2 separate regions of the Mus musculus genome follow, and region 1 is linked to region 2. Evidence: chromatin contacts called from public HiCAR-type data. All regions are on one chromosome and are shown on one strand. Each heading gives the region's core, a stretch centred on a gene start, on an enhancer-like site or on the middle of the called end of the contact. The rest is flanking DNA. Distances are from core to core; before and after follow the strand shown.

The links. HiCAR-type assays count read pairs that join an accessible place to other places.
Region 1: a HiCAR-type map of fibro-adipogenic progenitors shows a contact between it and region 2, with 4 times the contacts expected there. The contact joins two enhancer-like sites. A contact is called at or near these places in 1 of 484 Hi-C or Micro-C datasets (cerebral cortex) and 1 of 115 datasets of contacts at active chromatin or transcription factors (fibro-adipogenic progenitors).

The regions. Positions count from the first base shown.
Region 1 is chr13:114,783,193-114,790,118 of GRCm38.p6, forward strand. It overlaps Gm34790 (a long non-coding RNA gene), which reads right to left. Exons shown (of 3, transcript XR_382937.4): 2 at 4,938-5,047; 3 at 1,042-1,400. Among named protein-coding and RNA genes, the nearest start is that of Gm34790, 32 kb to the right of the region's middle. Within about 2 kb of position 5,314, at least 8 of the 459 cell types and tissues checked have an H3K27ac peak or open chromatin away from gene starts, as enhancers often do. A contact at or near this core is called in fibro-adipogenic progenitors, where this site is marked.
Region 2 is chr13:113,944,321-113,952,032 of GRCm38.p6, forward strand. The region is part of intron 3 of Arl15 (ADP-ribosylation factor-like 15); the gene reads left to right. Among named protein-coding and RNA genes, the nearest start is that of Arl15, 150 kb to the left of the region's middle. Within about 2 kb of position 5,536, at least 30 of the 459 cell types and tissues checked have an H3K27ac peak or open chromatin away from gene starts, as enhancers often do. A contact at or near this core is called in fibro-adipogenic progenitors, where this site is marked.

The sequences.
Region 1 (6,926 bases), core at 4,064-6,563, 840 kb after region 2:
TTTGTCTTGCCTTAGTGGGAGAGGAGGCATCTAGCCTTGCAGAGACTTGATGTACCAGTGTTTTTGTTTGTGTTTTTTTTTTATGGGGGGAGGTTACCCAGGGAGTTCCCCACCCACTCAGAGGTTAAGGGGATGGGGGAATGGGGAAGGATTGTCAGAGGGGGTTACTGGGAGGGGGCAGTGAGCAGGGTGTAAAGAGAATGTTACAAAAATGAATTCAAATTTAAAAATCGTGAACATAATAACTAGGTACAAATGAGGGGATGTGAGGAGGTGATAGGTGTGAAACAGCACATAACTGAGCAGGCAAACAGGAGACTGGAATTGTTGATGGGAAACCGGTGGTTCTGCACACGAAGGAAAAGTTTCGAGAGACAGTGTGGTCTGATGAATGATCAGAAGACACTGGGAGCAGCAATGAGCATTTCAGGCAGTGCCACTAACAGAGGCAGTGGTCCTGAGGCAAGACCGTGCTCCATGTGTCCCAGAAACAGCAAGAGAGCTGGAGCGGCTGGGGTGGCAAGCACAGAGCACTGAGTCGATGGGATTACGGGAAGAACAGAGATGTGAAGTCACCCCTTTAGAGATGTCCGAGAGTTTACACTGTTGGGGGATTGATGATGTGATTGTTACTGTGTTTTCGGAAAGTGGCCTCTGTCTTCTGCACTGAGGATAGATGAGTCTACCCAGGTAATCCAGAGAGATGTGTCAGGAGGTTGTGTCCACTAGCTTTGCTGAGTTACAAAGCATCTCAAATTTTAGCTGCTGAAAGCAAGAAGCCCTATTTAGCTCACAATTGTATGGACTGGAAAATTCATCTGGATTCCAACAGGCAGCTCTTCTGGTCTTTGACAGTGAGTAGTTTTATCAGGAATTCAAACCTGACATGTCTAGAACCTGGTTTCTTTCTTCCTTCCTCCCCTCCTCTCCCCTCCTCTCCTCTCCCCTCCCCTTCCCTCCCCTCCCCTCCCCTCCCTCCCTCCCTCCCTCCCTCCTTCCCTCCCTCCCTTCCTTCCTTCCCCCATTTTCTCAGTTCCCCAGATCGATTCTGTATACCACTTATTACTCATATTAAAGCCTTACTTCTGTACCATTTCTCCATTGTAAACATCCAGTAAACGCTGCTTTCCAGCAACATCCATTTGATCCCCAGTCAGTGTGGGCAGGTTGGCTAGCACGGGCAACAGCATTTCCAGTTTTCCCCGTTGACATCCTCACTGCAAAGGCTGGAAAGGATGCAGCTTTCTTTCCCTCTACTTCAGTCCATTGACTCAGCTTTGGACACTGTGATGTAAGACTACTGGAGGACTGCAAGGAAGCCTTTGTTCTTCTCTTCAAGGAATACAAGTCATTGCCTCTCTCCCATCCTAAATGTAGGCATGCTGCCTGGAGCTCCTATCCTACAACCAAAAGGAGACACAAGAGAACATCCTTGAAAATGGCACAGGACAAGTAGAAAGCTTCAGTCCATTAGGATTCTGTTGACTTGCTGACACAATTCTGAGGTTGCCTAATTCTGGATATTTCTTTTTTACAATTAAAACAAACAAACAAAAATACCCCCAAAATCATTTTTTTGTGCTTTAATCAGGTTTCTGTTTCTTGAAGATGATATTACTCCTAATTAATTCAGCCTGCTAATCAAATACCTACACTACCTTTTTCAATACTTCCTTTCCACACACATCTACCTTTACCCTGATCCATGTTCAGACTCTTCCGTGGTTTCCATTCCTGCTCGCTTTCTCATTGAACCTCAGGCTACTGCTTCTCCAGGAATTCTTCTATCTTCCACCAATATCATCTACCTTCTGTGTCTATAGTTTGCTTTCAAGCCCTCAATGTCCAATGAACATCAACCTCACCTCCTCCTGAAAACTTTCCAGATCTTTCCAGAGGTGATACCTTAAACAAATGACAAAGGTGGAATTCTTAGAAGCATTTGGCCTTATGTGATAGAGACAAAAAGAAAGCAAAGAACAATTTGTCAGGCTGGAGAGATGGCTCAGTGGATAAGAGCACTGACTGCTCTACCAGAGGTCCTGAGTTCAATTCCCAGGAACCACATGGTGGCTCACAACCATCTGTAATGGGATTGGATGCCCTCTTCTGGTGTGTCTGATGACAGTAACAGTGTACTCACATAATACATACATACATGCATACATACTACATAATTTTTTTAAAAAAGAACAATATATCTGAGCAACCTCATTTAACAAATTTTAATTCTTGATTGAAATTTGATATTTCTGCTTTTCCCTTGGGAAGGGATGGAAATGCTACATCCACCTCTGCTTTTCTCCTAAATGAGCCAATGAATGAATAAGGATAAAGACAATATGTGTCTTAAATGTAAAGTTAGGCTAGAAGCAACAGAATCAAGAAATGGTAAAATCCACAGGATTCTATAGACAGAGTCAAAGAACAGAGTATTCAGTTACTATCAAGAGGTCAGGGAAAGTTCCACAGAGGTAAAGGACAGCCTAATTGACATTAAGGTCAATGGCACAGAGTGAAATAGCTCTTTGGTCTCAAGTCACATTTTGCTGTATGTGGTGAGCTTTTGTGCATTGTTCCCATTAGTATTAATGGGAATTGGGTACATAATTCTATATATTGTACAAGGAAAACCAGACCATAAAATATTCTAATTAAAAATGGTATCCTTTGCTGTTTCATTCACATGTTTTCTTTGTATTATAACCTAATACGCTTGCTTAAGAAAACACATTTCATTGTTTTTGAGTCATTTCCCCATCTTGAGTTTATTAAACTTGAATTAAAATAAATTATCCTAAAAAACAAAGCTTTTTTTTTTTTTTTTTGCACTGGCACTTGAAAAACCTTTGAAACTAAATAAAGTTAAATTTTAAAATATAATTTAAGTTTTAAAAATGGTAAGTTCTTGCACATCACAAATATAGACATTCATTGTGGTCACATAAGAGTCACCTTTCTCTCCCAGTCTTTTTTAGTTAAGGCTGTTTGATTAACATGATGTTAAATAGCTAATATTAGATGATAAGTTACTTCATCCTATGTCTAGCCTCTTCCACCCATTCCTAGCCTCATCGGGTAGATAAGAAGAAAGGAAGAAAGGAAGAAAGGAAGAAAGAAAGAAAGAAAGAAAGAAAGGAAGGAAGGAAGGAAGGAAGGAAGAAAGAAAGAAAGAAAGAAAGAAAGAAAGAAAGAAAGAAAGAAAGAAAGAAATAATAGATGTGTGCTTCAACATGTTGTTTATCTTAAAGAGAAAGAGAAAAAAATAGCTTTGGGAGAAATACCTCAAATGTTTCTCTCTCTCTCTCTCTCTCTCTCTCTCTCTCTCTCTCTCTCTCTCTCTCTCTCTCATGTTTTATAAATATGTATTACAGAAGAAAAGAATTCTCAGCAAATTAGGCAAGCCCACTAGGAATCCCCAAAGACTGTTGTCAATACTAGATTCCGATGACAGGCAGCATTCTGAAGAAATATATCTAAATTGTGGGATTTTTTTTTCTGCTGAAAGTTAAGAAATACAGAAAAGTCATAGGTTCTGATTGCAGATTCTGGCACAATCTCAGCAGGCTTGTAGACATCATGTCCTCTCTGTTGTAAACCCACATATGGGCCCCTCTCTAGCCAAGTTTTCATGCAAGCCTGGAATCCTACCTACTCCTTTCTGATCTTTCAACAGTTTCAAGGAGTCAGCCTTCCTCCTTTCCAGAAAGCAGCCACCCACCCTTTCAACCTTGTGTCACTAATATTACTCATCACCAGAGGGGAATAGACTACACGATTATGTTTTTAAGCATTGGGAACACACCAATGTTTTAAATCTCTCTGAATATTTGCCTAAGTACTTCCCCGGTCTCTGTTAATTTACTCAGATGTCACTCAATGTTTCCTTAATTTGCTCTTCCATTCACTTCTTCACTCAACACATATTTATCAAGCACCTACTATAGGCCAGGCTGTAGGATTAGGGGACAGAGCAGTAGATAAAACCCTAAATGAGGTATGCGGTCTCTTGGGGGGATAAATGGTTATATGAATAGATAAATACAAAGAAAATCTGCCAGGTCCTGGTAAATGATTTGGGAGCCACAATCATACTGATATGGAGCAAGGCAGGATGCTGAGCTGCTGATAGGCACTGAGAGGTTCAGAAGAGGCTAATCTGAGCAAGATTGAAAAAAAATAAACTGAAGAAATCCAGTGGGTGGATGTTGGGGAGGTGGAGAAGACAGAAAGGGGATGTTGGACACGTTCAGGAATGGCTGAGAGGGCAGCATGTCTGGCTCTAGCAGATGAGTAAGATGGTTAGGGATGAAGCAGATGACACCAAATAAGGAAATCGAGAACAGATAGGGGACCTTGACCTTTTAAAGGCTCTGGGATTGGTTTTTAGATGAAAAGTGATCCCTGGAAGTTTATAGCAGAGACAGTGATATAATCAGACTTAAGTCTCTAAAGTATGGCTTTGGTCTTGTGTTCAGAACTAAACTGTAGAGGTCAAGTTCAAATTCATGGAGAATAATTAGGAGGCAACTGAGCAATGCCAACGCCAGATGAGTGTTCTCTTGGAAATACACAGATCCCTAGATGGAAAGCTACAGGGAACTATTGGCTGCTGAGAGAGGGAAACTCAGTCTTCCTCGGGAACCAGCCCCATAGTTGGTTATTCAGTACTCAGAACTCGGTTCTAAAATAAAATAAAGTAAGCAACAGTATACAGACTTATTAGCTTACACTTGTGTATTAATATCTATGTGCATGGCAAAATACTTTGATAGGGAGGTCACAAAGTGGAGCAGAGAAGACTTGGAAGGAGTTGGAAAGAGGTGAAGGAAGAGAAGAAAGACTGTAAATACAGTACTCATTAAAATTCCCCCAAAATATTAAAACTAAGAAATGCACAGATCCAACTCAGTTTGATGTCCAAACATGATGCTCACCTCCTGGTCGGTTTCTCCGAGTAGCATTTTCTTAGAACCACACGTAGTCGACTCTGATCTCATTTCTGTAAGTGGGCCAGCTCTTGTCCAGTCCACCTCCACCCAAAACACTGTCCAAGGAGAGGAAGACATTTGGCCTTTTGGCTCTAAACGATTTTTCTCTGTGCTTAAGAAAAGTTGCATTTGTAATGTTTTCCTCGCCCAAGGTAACCCTGACACTGGAGGCTTTCATGAAATTCTGTCTTCTGCCTGGATTTATCTTTTCACTTTGCATCCTCTTGGTCTTCACTGAGGTAGACCCGGATTGGTAACATGCACCTCACCAAAGCAGATGCTTCAGCTGGCGCTTGGTCTCCCTGCCCATCCCAGGGATGGATGCCTGAAAGAGTTATTCTTGCAGCTTACATGTGGTGAGTTACATCATCCTGGGAGTACCAGTACCCCATTCCTCAGCATTAGTAAAATTTGACTGGCTTCTCCTAGTTTTCAGACCTCCTACAACGTTCTCATTTCCAGCCCGGGAGTCATCCAGAGCCCATTTAGCAGCAATAATGATCAACAATCCTGGAGCCTTCATCCCATATTTCAGTTCTGACCACCTTCTCCCATTACCTATGCCAGAGGTTGCTGGCAACCCACCAGCCATATCAGCCCACAGATGTGCTTTGTTTGGCTGTGATAGTACTTGAAATGTTTTGAGTAGTTGCCAATGCTTAAAAATAATAAAATTTATATGAAAAAGTAAAATTTTCATTTATCTTGAGAAATTGGAAGACTTGGCTAAACCAGGTGTGGTGTTCACATGGCAACAGTCAGCAGGAACGGAGTAGCAGCTGCATCTTTTGACAGGCACTCTGGAGTTCTCTGCAGCCCACCCACATCTTCTACATTCTGTCAGGATCCCAACTAGCTAAAAACTCCCTACATATTTCAATGAAACACCTATGGCTTCTTCTCTTATTGGGCCTTATCACATCACCCTTTCCAGAATTATCCCATAGTTCAGTGATCCTAAGAAAAATCACGAGGGATAAAGAGCATAACATTTTTAGAATTAGACTTTAAATTTTAAAAAATAATGTCTCCTAACATGCAGAAAAGAACAAGAGACATAAATTACATGCAGGAAAAGTAGATTGTTTTCTCACGTCTTCTCAAAATGAAGGTCTGTATTGATTCTTGGTTAATGCATCCTAAGCAAGCATTAGACATACACTGTAATCTCTCTGTGGCCCTCTCTCAACCAGATGTCTCAGAAGACAACCAAGGCAGTGCGGCTATGGATGGGAAGGTACCGGTGCCACACTCACTATGGCTGCTTCTAATCTGCTAAAGTTTTTGATCATTGGACCATTTTCTGCTGCCGGAATGAAGAAGGAGATGTTCTCCAGTATCCCCACAGAGCTGATGAACAGTTCGCTCAGTGTGGTATAAATACATAAAGGATTTATTTCTTCCAGTCACTGCCTTCAACCATGCCTAATCCATTCTTCATTTCTTGTCACTTAATACCATCTGGGATAGATCCCATAAATTTCCAGTCACTTTGAGCCACTAAAACTCATTACACTTACTTTAAAGCATCAATCTCAATTTTTATTTTAATCCCTTCCCTCCCTTGGGAATCTTTCTTGTGTGGTCTTCATACAAGTCAAGTCTCTGGGTGGGTTCAGGAGGACCCTTCTACTCTGTGGTTGTCTGTCCAGGAGATCCAGCTCTTAACTATATGTCTTCTACTTTCACCCCTCATTGCCTAGTGCCACAAACCTATAGCTTCTTATTACCAGAATTTTGTTTGGAACAGTTACCGCCATGAACAAGGGCAAGAGATTTGAAAGCTGGCCACTTTTTGTAATACCTACTTGGACTACAGTCAGCTCAGTTGTCTTTGCCACAAGTGATGGTAGAGACGAACTACCTCTTTGTTTGTCCCCCGTCCCTCTTCCTCTCCTTGCCCACCCCATTTCTCTTCGGTGGTACTGGGAATTG
Region 2 (7,712 bases), core at 4,286-6,785:
CTACGTGTGACTTCCTGTTCTGATAATCATGTATTTTATACTCCAATCAAAAATATATGTTCCTTTGAAATATACATAAATTTATGTCAGTTATCATATTTGTGCTTTCTAATTGAGACCAATTAAAGGAAATTAGACAAGGGAAAAGGCACCAAACAAGATTTCAAGACAGTAACCTTGTACCATAAACAAAATTTAAATTTAAATGGCTTCACTCTTTGGTTTAAAACTCAAAACAAACAACAACAACAAAAACCAAAGCCCTTAAAACTTTCAGGTGAAACAAAATATGAGAAAATCTTTGTGACGGTTAGTTGACATAAGATCTTTTAGAGTCTTCCTTATATTTAAAGAGTTCTGTACTTTGAAAGATCAAGAAAGACAAGCCATAACTTTAAAAAAAAAAAAAAAAAAAAAAAAAAAAAAGCCTTATTTGTAAATTCTTGTAAAGGACTTGGATCCCAGTGAGAAAAATAAAAGTAAAATTAAATAATAAGAAAACATCCTATAAAAGTGGACAAAGGGATTTTGTACACTTATCTCAAATATTGGCTTACAGAGATGGGTACCATCTACTGAGGGAGATGCAGATATTTAAAGTACTGCATCTATGTTATTGTCTATCTAAAGTGGAAGTAATTGGACCATGAGATACAGAACTGACACCTTGCCCACATTGCCAGTAGAAGTATAAAATAATGTAGAATGGGCAGCTGGAGAGATGGCTCAGTGGTTAAGAGCACTGACTGCTCTTCCAGAGGTCCTGAGTTCAAGTCCCAGCAACCACATGGTGGCTCACAACCATCTGTAATGGGATCTGATGTACATTTTTGGTGTGTCTGAAGACAACCACAGTGTACTCAAATATAAATATATAAAAACAATGTAGTTTTCATCGTTTCTAAAAGGGGAAGATACACCAATTTTGTCATAACCATAGTGTTCTAAGAGTAAAATAACCGGAGATGGGGAAAGCAACAAGAACCTTATGATAAAAATAAACCATAAAGATCATTTTCAAGTAAAGTCTTGTATGTAAATGTTCATAGGAACTTCATTTTGCTACACCAGAAAGTGACACTCATTAGTGGACAGAAAAATTACAGTGCATCTGTACGGTAGATTGCTATTCATTAATGAAAATAAATAAGACATTGGAACCTGTACCGATAGAGATGGGTCTCAAAATAGGTCTAGTGAAAGAAGGCAGACAAAATGCAATTGTATAGGGTAATTTGTATAATTTATTATGTAATATTACATAAAATGTAGTATAATATGTAATATATATGTTTATGGAAATGCAAACTAATATTTTGTACCCGAATGGCTAGTGGTTGCCTGTGGATAGAGAGAAAGAAGAGAAGAATAAAGAAAGAAGAAGGCATAAAGAGGCCATAGAACACTTTTGAGGTGATCAGATATATTTATTGTCTGTGTTTAGTGAATGGTTTCACAGGCATACATATGTGAATCTTATCGAATTCTGTTAAATTTGCACAGATCCCTAGTTGTCAGTCATATATGTAAAACAAAGAAAACATGCTGTGTTATCTTAAAATAGAGATGGTTTTAATCATCTCAGGTTAAAAACCATTGTATATGTATTTCTGGTGGGATCTTGCATTTTGTCCTTTGGGTTCCCTTTCTTCCAATTAGCATAGACCCAAAGAAAAGACTGAGAAAGAACTCTAGCAGTTGCCACATAATCACATACAACTGATCATTAGGGCTGCATATTAAGAACTTAAAATGCTAAGATTAAGGTGTTTTCAGGTCTGTTGATTTAATATGCAGTGTTTCAAAACCTCGTTGCTTGCTAATAGAAGAAACGAGAGTTAATCTGTCTGTGCAGCAGCGTGCAATTAATGAAAAAGAAATATGCACGGCAGATACATTATATAAAGAGTGAGAAATCTCTCAGCATAGCCCAGTTGTGGTTCATGCTAAGGTGATCTCAAAACCATCTCGGTGGGGGGTCCTCTCTCCAACCTTGATTTTGCGGAAGGTTGAAAATGGATGGCTCTGCCATTGGTAGGGAGCAGGTTTCATAGAAAGCAGCAAGAAGAGGGAAAGTAAGGGCAGCATTAACATGAAAGGAAGTCCACTCGGAAGTGTCTGCCTCTAAAGCAAGGGGAATAATTGCAGTTTGAAATCCACTGTGTATGTGTGTTTCCGGGTGTGCGGTACCGCTTTGGGTTGTTTACCGTCCTTTAAGACTTCAGTTCGTCTCGCTGGGCTGATCTTACCCAAGCCCTCTGTTATCCAGACTATACCTGTGCGTCCGTTTTCCAGCCAGGCCTTAGAGGGAATAAAAAGTAAGGCATTTCCCCCTTTCATTCTTTTAAGTCATTTTTATCTAAAGTAGTATATAAGAAGGTGTAATAATATATATTCTGTCTGTCTACTAGTTGCCATCGGTGACCTCTGTAGTGGGGAATCCACTGCTGTGCGTTCATTTCTGTGGTCTTCTGGGCGGTTTTGTTACATGGTGTTGGATATTAAACCAGGACCCTTCTGTACCTCTGTTCTTTTTCTTTTTTTGTTTGTCTGATTTTTATTGATTGATTGATTGATACAGGGCCTCCCTATGTGACCCTGGCTGTCCTGGAACTCACTATTTTTACCAGGTTGGCCTTGAACTCAGAGATTCACCTACCTCTACCTACCAAGTGTTGGGACTAGAAGTGTGCACCACCATGTCTGGCTCCATGTTCTCATTTTCCTCTGGGCTAATGACAGATTGCAAATTTAGAGTCTACGTCATTTTTAAAGACTTCTTAATCTTAAATCTGGTGGCTGCTTGCCAGAGCAAAGGTGAGATGAATATATTATTAACAAGTTCATAATTTAGAAAAGAGGGCAGAGTGCTAATTTTATTTATTCTTTTTCTATTTTTCTTCCCAAATTTTCCAAGCCAATTTAGATAATCATTTAACTTCTGTTGTATTAATGAGGCTGAGTCTGCCTGTTGGAATGGCTAGACTCCAGGAAGGTAAAAACGCAGGTATCTTTGTTGGGAATTTAATTGTCAGAGCAGGGTAGAGCCTTGATCTGCCCAATGTGCATAGGTTAAGGTTTCTCAAACGTGGCTTATCTGTGATGCTGTTGCTCTTTTCAGTCTACAGAGTCTACTTCACAAACATTTAAGCTATTGTTGGAGTAATTGCGATTTTTAACAAATGAAAATCCCTTTAAGTAGTTGTGGTGCTGAGAGCTGAGGTAGTTGTGTCTTAAGTGTAGAAATAGACAAAAGATCAAAATTATTTAGGCATATCTTTGAACCGACCTAAATTTTTCTAGTCATTTCTCCTTCTGTGTGTGTGTCCATGAGAGAGTGGTAAGAGGATTGGATTGTGAGCACTGGAAACCATCCAACCCAAAGGGAAAGGCTGCAGGCAGCTTCTGCCGGTGCAGAGTTGAAATGTAGTCACTCCCGGGCCCCAAACTGATGTAAACACAGCTGTTTTCTTCAGTTCCATCAAAAAGCTCTATTGCTCCCCACACTGAGTTTATTGTGTTCGTGTCAGTGTGGTGGTTTGGTTTTAACATTCACTAGGTTGTCTTCACCCTGGTTGTAGCAGGACTAAAATGGATGAAAGACAAGCAGTACTGAATGCAAGAGCTTCTTGCCCCGTGGAGTTACTTTGAGTTTTTTCAAGTCTGCGAAAGGATCCAGAAATATATGCAGGCATACAGGCCTCGAGGGATGACCCGCATCCAGTCGTCTCATTTCTACCCAAGTGATGTGCTATGCACACAGCAGATGCCAGGTGAAAGTGCCTCCTTCTATACGGAGTGACTGTTACCGGCCTTTGCCATGCTCAAGTTTGGAGTTAAGCATGCTTAACAGTTCTCTCCCCACCACATTTCAAGTTCAAGTTCAAGTTCAAAGCCACATTTTGTCCTGCTTTAGGTAGTTGAAGATTCCGTGCTTCGACTTTGGCAGTCTTCCCAATGTCTCTCTAGTGCTTTTGATAGTAAACTTGGTTTCTTAATGGGAGCCAAAGGGTGCTGCTTTGCCCGGTTACATATAGCCCACTTCATTCCTTCATTCTAGTCTGAGACGTTTTATATACAGCATGATTTGGGGGTTCTTTATCTGAGTCAGTCTGTGCCCTGCTCTGAACTGACTTGCTTATCAAGTGCCAAGGCAATTAAGAAAACATTTATGGCTGGGAGTAAGAGGTGAATTTGGGTTTATCTACCCAGGCATTTGTCAGAAATCCGTGGCCATATTCTTCCTCTATTACATTATACACGATTGTATAAAGAAACTCATTTTAAAACAAAGTTATGGTTTCTTACTTCATAGAGAAAAGGAAATCCTGTTTGTACTGCTTTGTGCACAAGCATTGCATAGTATCCGAATGTTAAGGATTCTAATGGTCTGTCGTGTTGTAGTGTTTGCATACAGTGTGTTGTTAAAGTTGATACCCTGCTAGTGTGATTGGGTAGATGTGGATGCCACTGGAATAGCACCATCCCATTCACCTGTGGGAGCTCTCGTTTTGGAAACAGTTGGTCCAATCTAGTCTCTCTGCTTTCTGAAACATTACTGAGAACCTGTTTTAAGAATTTATTTTTATCAGTTTATTGAAATATCTACATAATAATAGTATACTTTTGATAGGTTTTTGATTGTTTTAGAAAACTTTCAACATTTTAAAGTAATTGTGGATTTTGTAAAACTTTATGTCCAATTTTATTTTGATATTGTGTATTTTGTGTTTGATTTAACATATATGTTTTCCAGATGGTTTCTGATACAGACATTGAGTTTAAGATTGTCTTGTTTAGGCCCTGGTATGGTGTCTCAAGCCTTTAGTCCCAGTATTCAGGAGGCAGAGGCAGTTGGATCTCTGTGGGTTTGAAGCCAGTCTACACAGTGAGTTCTAGGTCACCCAGGGAAACATTTAAGAAGGAAAGGAGAGGGAACAGGAGATGAAAGAAATGGTCTTATCTAAATAATAGTCAATGAAATGTTCTGCTTCCTTTATTTCCCTTACAAAATGTTCTTAATAATCAAGGTTGCTGGCTTTAAAAAAAAAAAAAGAAAAAATTCCCCCACCTCACCATTTACAGCTATCATATAAACTTTGACTTCACAAGGATGTTCTTTGGAGAAAGTCTCTTGCGGCTGTAGTGAAATTAAACACTTATACACCCCTCCTGTCATCCAGGACAGTGAGTCTCCGAATGAGAGAAGGAGAGCAAAGAGTGCATACGTTCATGAGTCCGGGAACTCTGAGGTTAGCGCTTTCTTCAGTCCTTTCTGTCCTATGTTGTGGTCCCTGCCTCCGACTTCCCTCCTTTGTATTTATTACAAAGGCTGAAATGGTAACCTTGAGCGACATCGCAGTGCTAACGGCTTTATGGTTTTCAGTGGGGGCCTATCTGCCTTGTTTTTCTTGTGGCTTTTTCTCAGGGAGACAAGGACATTTGAAAGAAGGAGCAAATGGGAACTGAGACTACTTCATGGCTTGCTGGCTTGTTCCCCAAAGAGCAGAGCCCCGGGTAGCACAGAGTGAACCCTGCGAGTCACAAGGCTTGTCCTCCTTGCTCAGCTCCACTGGGACTTTGGTTCGTGGAGGTCAGTGGGCCAGGTCACCAGAGAAGGATGCAGGGAGCAAGCTCAGGGTGACCATGTGCATCATTTGGCCCCTGCACAGACCATGTGAAACCTTCTTTGGGACTAGAAAATGCCTGACGTGGCTAATCTAGAGTCTGTCGCCTCAAGGTTCCCTGGCCCCTGTTCTTGTTTTCAGGATGCAATGGGATCTTTGTACTTTTTGAACGTAACTGGAGGTTGCTGACCTAGGGGAGCTTGAAGTGAAAAGAAAAAAAAAAAAAAAGCTATCTACAGCAGTTCTAAATCAAGTTTTAAAACAACAAAACATTTTAATATCTGTAGCTGGAAGGGAAATGCTTGGAGCTATGCAACTGGCAGGCAGCAGTGGAGTGTCTGAAGAAAAAAACTGAGTCTTGAGCCAGTTTTGGACACAAACTGAACTCCGCGGAAAGGAACCCAGGCAGACTCCCCTGTCCAGCTTCCCAGTGAAGTCAGAAGGGACAGTCCTTGCAGCGCTCTGGATTCGTATGCGGGGATAGATATAAACAGCAAAACTCTCGGCCTTGTGGCTATAAAAAGAAATATTTTTTATGATGTATTCATTGTTTCAGGGCAGGCTGTGAGTTGTGTTTAACATTTAATTCCTGTGCACTTCAAAACCCAGGGTTCTGTCTTCCCAAGTGCCTAAGATCTCACAGATGTTTTATTGTGTAACACATTCTTCAGATTTTAATGTATGCCCTCTCCCCAATCTGTTAAAAGATCAGTTTGTATGAATCTTGACACAGTGGTTCTGTTTCATGGCTTTAATCTGAATGTGGATTGTTGTGATTAATGGTGCTGGGAAGTTTATCACAAAAACAGATGATATTTTATATCTAGGCAAAAATGCATCAAAAGCCGGACTTGCTTATTTATGTTACTGAACCTAAGTCACATTTTTAGTTTACTTTCAAATTCTACATACCGTTCGAAATCTTCCTCTAAGATCAGATATGTGTATCTCTTGTGATACAAGCGTTTATTGGAGGTATTTAAAGGATGATCAGAAAAATGGCATATCTGACATATTAAATATGGAGTGCCATGTCTTTGTTTTGTGTTTGTGGGCATGAGTGTGTGTGCAGACATACAGTCATACAGTGTGAACATGCTAAAATGTGTACGAAGCTAGCCCGGGAGTCAGCGTGCTGAAGAATGAGGGCATTGCCGCAGAGTTTAGAAGTTGGTCCTCAATTGCTTCGATATTTTTATGTGTTTGTGCTGGCTGGTTTTATATCCATGTGATGCACGTTAGAGTTATTTTGGAAAAGGGAACCATAATTGAGATATTCCCCCTATCAAGCCTGTGGCACATTGGCTTGATTAAGGATTAATGTGAGAGGGTCTAGCTCACTTGTGGGCACTTATACTCTTGGGTTGTAGTCCTGTAGGCCAGCACAAAGAACAGGCCAGTGAGCCAGCACTTCCCCCATCCATTTCTGCCTCTGGGTTCCTGCTTTGAGTTCCTGCTCTAACTCCCATAGTTGATAAATTATAAGCTGTAAGTTAAAATATACTCTTCTCAAGTTGGTTTTGGTCAGCAGGTTCTACCACAGCACTACAGACCTTAACTAAGATGGTACTTGTACAGTTTAAGCTGATAGTGAGTGATGGTCCTGGTCTGCCTTGCTTGTTGCGGTCTGACCACTGTGAGTCGTGCCCTAGATCTGTGGGTCCTCTGAGCTCACTCTTAAGTGAGTCCTGAGTAGTGATAGGTGTGCTGGCCACAGTGGTCCATCCAAGCCATCCTTTTCAAAAGATGCATCAGACAGGTGGTTATATACAGACTTCTTCCCAGATGAGCCTTGGAGGTTATTCCAGTTATCTTGTAGTAGTTTACCTCCCAGGGATTTAATCTCTTAGAATGACCTGAAAATACATATTAATTTAACTGTCACTCAAACCTGTGAAACCAAACTCAAACAAGCAAACAAACAAACAAACAAACACTGTCTTGAAATCTCTGTCATGATGTTACACTGTCTCAAATTGAAGACTAGCATGGTAGATGGATAAGCATCCTGGACACTGTGTGTATATGTATGTGTGCACATGCATGTGCATGTGAACTTGGTTAGCAGAATGGACACCCTTGTGT